Regions from separate parts of the Mus musculus genome. Here region 2 is linked to region 1. Evidence: chromatin contacts called from public Hi-C data. All regions are on one chromosome and are shown on one strand. Each heading gives the region's core, a stretch centred on a gene start, on an enhancer-like site or on the middle of the called end of the contact. The rest is flanking DNA. Distances are from core to core; before and after follow the strand shown.

Evidence for each region. A called contact is a pair of places that touch in the nucleus more often than the background predicts.
Region 2: a contact with region 1 is called in a Hi-C map of the N1E-115 cell line, with 5 times the contacts expected there. The contact joins two enhancer-like sites. A contact is called at or near these places in 2 of 484 Hi-C or Micro-C datasets (the N1E-115 cell line and uterus), 1 of 115 datasets of contacts at active chromatin or transcription factors (fibro-adipogenic progenitors) and 2 of 9 other capture datasets (adipose tissue and pancreatic islet).

What each region holds. Positions count from the first base shown.
Region 1 is chr5:150,976,028-150,978,966 of GRCm38.p6, forward strand. The region is part of intron 1 of Kl (klotho); the gene reads left to right. Among named protein-coding and RNA genes, the nearest start is that of Kl, 25 kb to the left of the region's middle. Within about 2 kb of position 1,499, at least 8 of the 459 cell types and tissues checked have an H3K27ac peak or open chromatin away from gene starts, as enhancers often do. A contact at or near this core is called in the N1E-115 cell line, where this site is marked.
Region 2 is chr5:151,134,216-151,137,373 of GRCm38.p6, forward strand. All of the region lies in intron 1 of Stard13 (StAR-related lipid transfer (START) domain containing 13), which reads right to left. Among named protein-coding and RNA genes, the nearest start is that of Stard13, 54 kb to the right of the region's middle. Within about 2 kb of position 1,901, at least 44 of the 459 cell types and tissues checked have an H3K27ac peak or open chromatin away from gene starts, as enhancers often do. A contact at or near this core is called in the N1E-115 cell line, where this site is marked.

The sequences.
Region 1 (2,939 bases), core at 249-2,748:
TAATATTTGTTGCTCGAATGGGTGAATGCTGACTGGTATATGAAGTGGTTGTGTCATGTGACGCAGACACATGATAGTTTGCTGCAGCAAACTCAAGTGACGCTTTGCTGAAGCAGATCTGTGAGAGGACTCACAGATCTCACAGATGTTTGGAGAGAGTATAAGTAGGACCCAACAGAGAGTGATAGCATACTTGCATAGCCAGCTGAGCAAAGCTCCATCAGTCTCCAGTCTTTAAGGATCTTCACTTTATTGAGAGAGGCATGGCAAAGAACTCCCGACTTTCTGGCTGTTTCTGATCACTCCCAGCTGACTCAGGCTGACAGTGGAGGCCTGGCTGTTTCTGTTGGACTGTGCTGCTGATGCTTATTCATGTTTGGTGACACTACTGAACTGGACTGCTGGTGTCCTGACAATGAAGATTGGGATGGCCCCAGAGAACTTGGCTGGGCATGGTGGCGCATGCCTTTAATCCCAGCACTTGGGAGGCAGAGGCAGGCAGATTTCTGAATTCGAGGCCAGCCTGGTCTACAGAGTTGAGTTCCAGGACAGCCAGGGCTATACAGAGAAACCCTGTCTCGAAAAACCAAAAAGAAAAAACAAACAAACAAACAAAAAAACAACAAAAACTGGTTCTAAACAGGTCCACATCCCCTTGTCCTATTTTCCATCTTTTCTCCCCTCCCTTTGGATGGTGGGCAAGAGGGAGTGTTGAAACTCTTGAAAACCCTTATTAAAGTAGGTTTTGAATAATCTAAGCCTACATCTATAATTTTTTTTAAAGTAACTGATTTGCAGAGTTAAATTTGTGTTTCAGAGTATAGTGGTCGGAAAAGGTTCTGCCCACATAGACTTATGTATTTGAATGCTTGATCCACAAGGAGTGACATTATTAGGAAGGGTGTCCTTGTTAGGTTTTAGGCCTTGTTGGAGGAAATGTGTCACCATCAGGGTGGGCTTAAGATCCATCCAGTGTAGAAAAGACAGCCTTCTGGCTGCCTTTGGATCAAGATGTAGAACTCTCAGCTCCTTCTCCAGCACCATGTCTGTCTGGACACTACTGTGCTTCACACTATGATGATAATGGACTGAACCTCTAAGTCAGCCCCAGTTAAATGTTGTCCTTTATAAAAGTTGCCTTGGCCATGGTATCTCCTCATAACAATAAAACCCTAAGACATAGAGAAAATCGGTGTTTCTTATCATGTCAATCCTAGACAATATACAACAACAAGTATCTTTAATACAAGTATCTTTATGACTAGTAATATACTCACAATCTGTTTCTCAATAAGTCTTTATATTTTATTGCACAATCCTATGAGTTTTGGCAAGTCCACATGTGATGCCTGATCTTGTTTGTCAACTTAATACTCCTGGGAAGACGGAACCCCAGCTGGGGAATTATTGCCCTCAGCAGAGTGACTTGTGGCCTTGTCTGTGTGGCACTGCTTCATTGATGTATGGGCAACATTATCTCTGGGCAGGGAGGCCTGGGCTCTATCAAGAAGACAGCCGAGTAAGCCAGAAAGTTTATCCGTGGTCTCTGCTTCAGCGCTTGCTGCTAGGCTCCGACCACTGCTTTGTCTTCCCTCAGTAATGGACTGCAACGTAAGAGCCAGATAAACCCTTTCCTTCCTGGGGTTGCTTTTGGTTGGTGTTTGGCCACTATAACAGAGAAGCAAACTAGGACAATGCCCATCTGTGTGATGAGTCCCGCTAGAGAGGTAGAGGACCGGCCCACTGCCATATAAATCTTCCTGTAACTCCTCACCGGCCCTCCCTCTCCACAGGCACCACCGTCCTGCTTCTTGTCATTAGATACTAATGTAGAGGCTTACAAATGGAGTCCCTGCTGCGGACCCGCCTCAGTCGGGCCCCCCCCCCTCAGTGGGCAATGGAATTGGCGATGAAAAGGGGGTGACAAACAGACACGACACAAGAGAGTGTGCTGTATCTAAATTTAATGTCAAATCGAGCATCAAACTTTTGTTTTTGTTTGTTTGTTTTTTGAGACAGTGTTTCTCTGTATAGCCCTGGCTGTCCTGGAACTCACTTTATAGACCGGGCTGGCCTCGAACTCAGAAAGCTGCCTGCCTCTGCCTCCTGAGTGCTGGGATTAAAGGCATGCACCACCACGCCTGGCTCGAGCATCAAACTTTTTATACAGAAGAAAATAGGAAAGTTAGGTGACACATTGGCAAGGTACAATGAGGTTATCGGATGCTTAATGACTCTTACACAAAACAGAGGAATGCAAACACAAAGACTGGCAGGAACTGAGCAATAAAACAACTGAGACAAAGTCAACTCTATCTAAAGTCAGCTATATTCTTAGAAGTCAGGTGTGAGGTCTTTACACTCCCAGGGCAAGGGCTTTCACACCCAAGTCATGGCTCTAATTAGGGAGTTCCGCTCTAGCTAACCTTCTCATGAATAATGCAATACTCTAAAACCACAGCCTGATCTACTTCCTAAACCATTGTAAATTCCTGTATATGGGAGCGACTTGACTTTTATTCTAAGTGATAGTGTGGGGGGACTTTTCTAATAAGTAATGTAGTCTCGCATACATAACTATAATAAGAATTCTAAACTTATGTTGCTAAGCTTGCCCTGAGATTTCTAACTCTATGTAGTAGATAGTAAATCCTAATTTCTTTCACTATTTCTCTTACAATACGAGAGGCAATTCTGAATGTCACTGAATAGGCAACATTCTTGCTGAATTCCAAGCCCAGGGTCAGCTCAAGGACTACCTAGGGCATTGATGAAGGCCAGGAAGCAAAGTTCGATTTTGCTTAGGTATTTGGCAAGTCATTGCTTGGAGGCAGCTATAACAAAACAATACTGAAAGGAAGCACACAGATCCATTCTCAAGGACAAGTTTGGAGCATACGTGCTATGGGATGCCACAGTTCCAGGAGACTAAGTTTACG
Region 2 (3,158 bases), core at 651-3,150, 160 kb after region 1:
CATTACTAAATTTCTTTCTTTCTCAATGCTGTTTTGTGTCTCTGCAGGACGTTCCATTGGACACATATGTCTTCTATTATAATATATGTGTAAAAGTCCACAAACTACACAGTGTAAGCTGGCTTAGAGTACCCAGAAAGAAAGGGGGCGACATGTTGAAAATAATCTTGTCAGCAAAATATCAACTGCTTTGGGTAGTGGTACAGTGTCTTAGGTTTCTGTTGCTGAGATAAAAGGCTATGACCAAAAGCAATCCGGGGAGGAGAGTGTCTATTTCACCTTATAGCTTGTAAGTCCATTACTGAGGGAAGCCAGGGCAAGAACCTAGAGGCAGGAACTTGATCAGAGGCCATGGGAAAATGCGGCCCACTGGCTTGTTCCCCATGACTTGCTTAGAATATTTTCCCACACAACTCAGGACCTCTTGCCTTGGTGTCATTCTGTCCACAGTGGGCTAGGCCCTCCTACATCAGTCATCGATCATGAAAACACACCACAGACAAATCTAGTGGCAGCATTTTCTCAACTATTATTTCCTTCCCTCCAAACGACTCTAGCTTGAATCAACTAAACTAACTAGTATATATGGAAAGTCAGAAAATGAAACTCTGTGGTACACGAATGACTTCATGGGGTTGAAGAGATGGCTCAACAGTTAAAAGCACAGGCTGCTCTTCCAGAAGACCTTAGTTCAGTTCCTAGTACCCACACCGTGGTTCAAAACCATCTATAACTTCAGTTTCGGGGGGGGGGGGGTGTCCAACGCCCTCTTCTGGCCTCCTCAGACACTGCATGCATATAATATAGAAACATACATACATATATACATACAGGCAGCCAAACATTCACATACATGAAATTAATATAAAAAGTTTTTCCATTTCAAAAGACCCTAAAGTATATATAATGATTAAAAACAAACAAACAAACAAACACACAGAATCTGTCCATCAAGTCAGCTTTTCTCGTACACATCTAGTGCTTCGTGGAGCTGGCTTTTCGTTTCTTTTAGGTGCCTCGTAGTGGGGAGTGCACTTGGAGCTCTGGCATTCAGCCATGCAAAACAGGGAAAGTCCACGGCGAGGCAGAAAGTGTAAATTCCCTGCCTGGGCAAGCCAGTCTCATGTGTTTAAGGCAAAGACAGGATCAACCCCTCCTGGAACCTGCACCCTTCCCTTCATGTACAATCACCCCGGTTCTAACTCTGTCTACTCCTCTCCTCCCTTACTCTCTAGTGACCCAGGACTTGTAAGAATTGAATTTTATATCCCTTCAAGATTTTAATAGGGATATCCTTTATCTTGGGCAGAGAAAGACAAATTCTGCTATCACCTCAAGCACAGGGCCTGCTTTAGCTAACATGCCAATGAAGGTTCAGTTAAGAAAGAACAAAGCCTCTGGTCACATGGTTCAGGGTGCTCCCTGGGCAAGCTGGGCCCTTTCCATTGCTGGGAACACTGACTGACTTATTGCTTCACCACTAGAGAGCCTTTGACTTTTGACTTCTGGTTGAGGGTTAGGCTCAAGCACTGGGTTGTGTAAAGAAGTTTCTAGATTTTTTTTAAAAATCTACTTTTAAATTTAGAGAAGCCTGCAGATTCCGTAGAAGATTCTGAAAATCAAGCAAGCATCTCTCACAAACAAACAAACAAGCAAACAAAAAAAAAAAAAGCACATTCCTCATGTGGCAGTTTATATGTAGCTGCTTTCTAACAATAGCGCTCTCCGATTTGATTGAAACCAACTTGAAAATCAAAGCTGAAGGCATGTACATACAGCAGATCTAGGAATCCCAGGCTCCTGAAACTTGTGTTTCTTATTTAGCTGTGAAGCGTGGGTGGCCATGAGCGTTCCTGGCAGCTATAAGGCATTTGCTAATGTATTTGACTTTAGTGTTGTTAATCACACTTATCAACACAGGCAAGCTGTGCTGGCCACAAAAGATTAGCTTCTCTCCTGTAATGCCCTAGTAGTTCAAAGGCAGAACATCAGCGCTGAGTGACAGAAGCATCTGCGTGCTCCCACGACCCTCCAGTGACTTCAGAACATACCACAAGCTTTAGCTTTTTTCTTTTCCATAACTTTGCACACACTCTTTCCTTCTGCTATAATGGCTAAGGCCGCAGAGCTTGAAAGCTTAAAAAATGAGTTGTGTTTCTGAACACCTCAGAGAGTTTGAGTTCCAAGGTGGTCCCCACTGTCAGGAGCCAGAGATCCGCTCAGAGAAGTAGGAGCCTCCAGCAGGGTAGAGCCTTGTTTGCAGGGGAACAAGATCACTGTAAAGCCTTTTTTTTATGAAGCATTGGGTTTTTTGACTGTAGACTTTTCCCTTGAGACACACAGGCTATTGCTTCTTGCAAATCAGTACTGTTTATAATGACTTAAAAACACTTTGCCCAGCTCAGAGGAGAGCAGGCAGGGAATACAGTCACAGAGCGAGTGTTCTGGAGAAAGAGAAAAGACACTCAGCACGGCACCTGCAGATCTGGCCACCTGAGTCTTGCTTTCATGGAAGGACTCCTGGGTTCATGGCATGACCTGCTTGTCCCAGCCTGGCTTACCTTCACTAGACATGGTTTAGATCAGAATTCTCAAAGATCAGTATAGTAGAGGTTTTGTCTGTGCTGGTAGGATGCTTGGGAGATGATGGGACTCTTGAGAGGTGCAGCCTAGTTGGAGGATGTTACACAATTGTGGACACATCCTTGAGGGAGACTCCTTTTTCTCTTTTGGGCCTCCCATGTGTCATGAGGAGAGCAGTTTGCCCCAAAACCAATGTATCTGCACTTTGTAAGCCAGCAATGAAAGACATTGTTATACACGCTGGAATTAGAGCTGGAGAAATGGCTCAGCAGTTAAGAGCTACTCTTGCAAAGAACCTGAGTTCAGTTCCCAGTGCCCACATGGTAACTCAACCATCTGTAACTCTGATTCCATGGGATCTGACTCCCTCTTCTGGTCCCCCTGAGCACCACATGCACATTATGCACAGACATACACATGAATAAAATAAAAAATGAAATCTTTACAAGAACACGGAGGAGAGGGTTTCCTGTATTTTGCTGCAACTAATAAAAACTTTAAGTATTTCAAGACGGAAACCAGAGACCAGACCCTTCTGAGTCTCAGACCGTCAGCTCCACATGAGCACCTTGTTT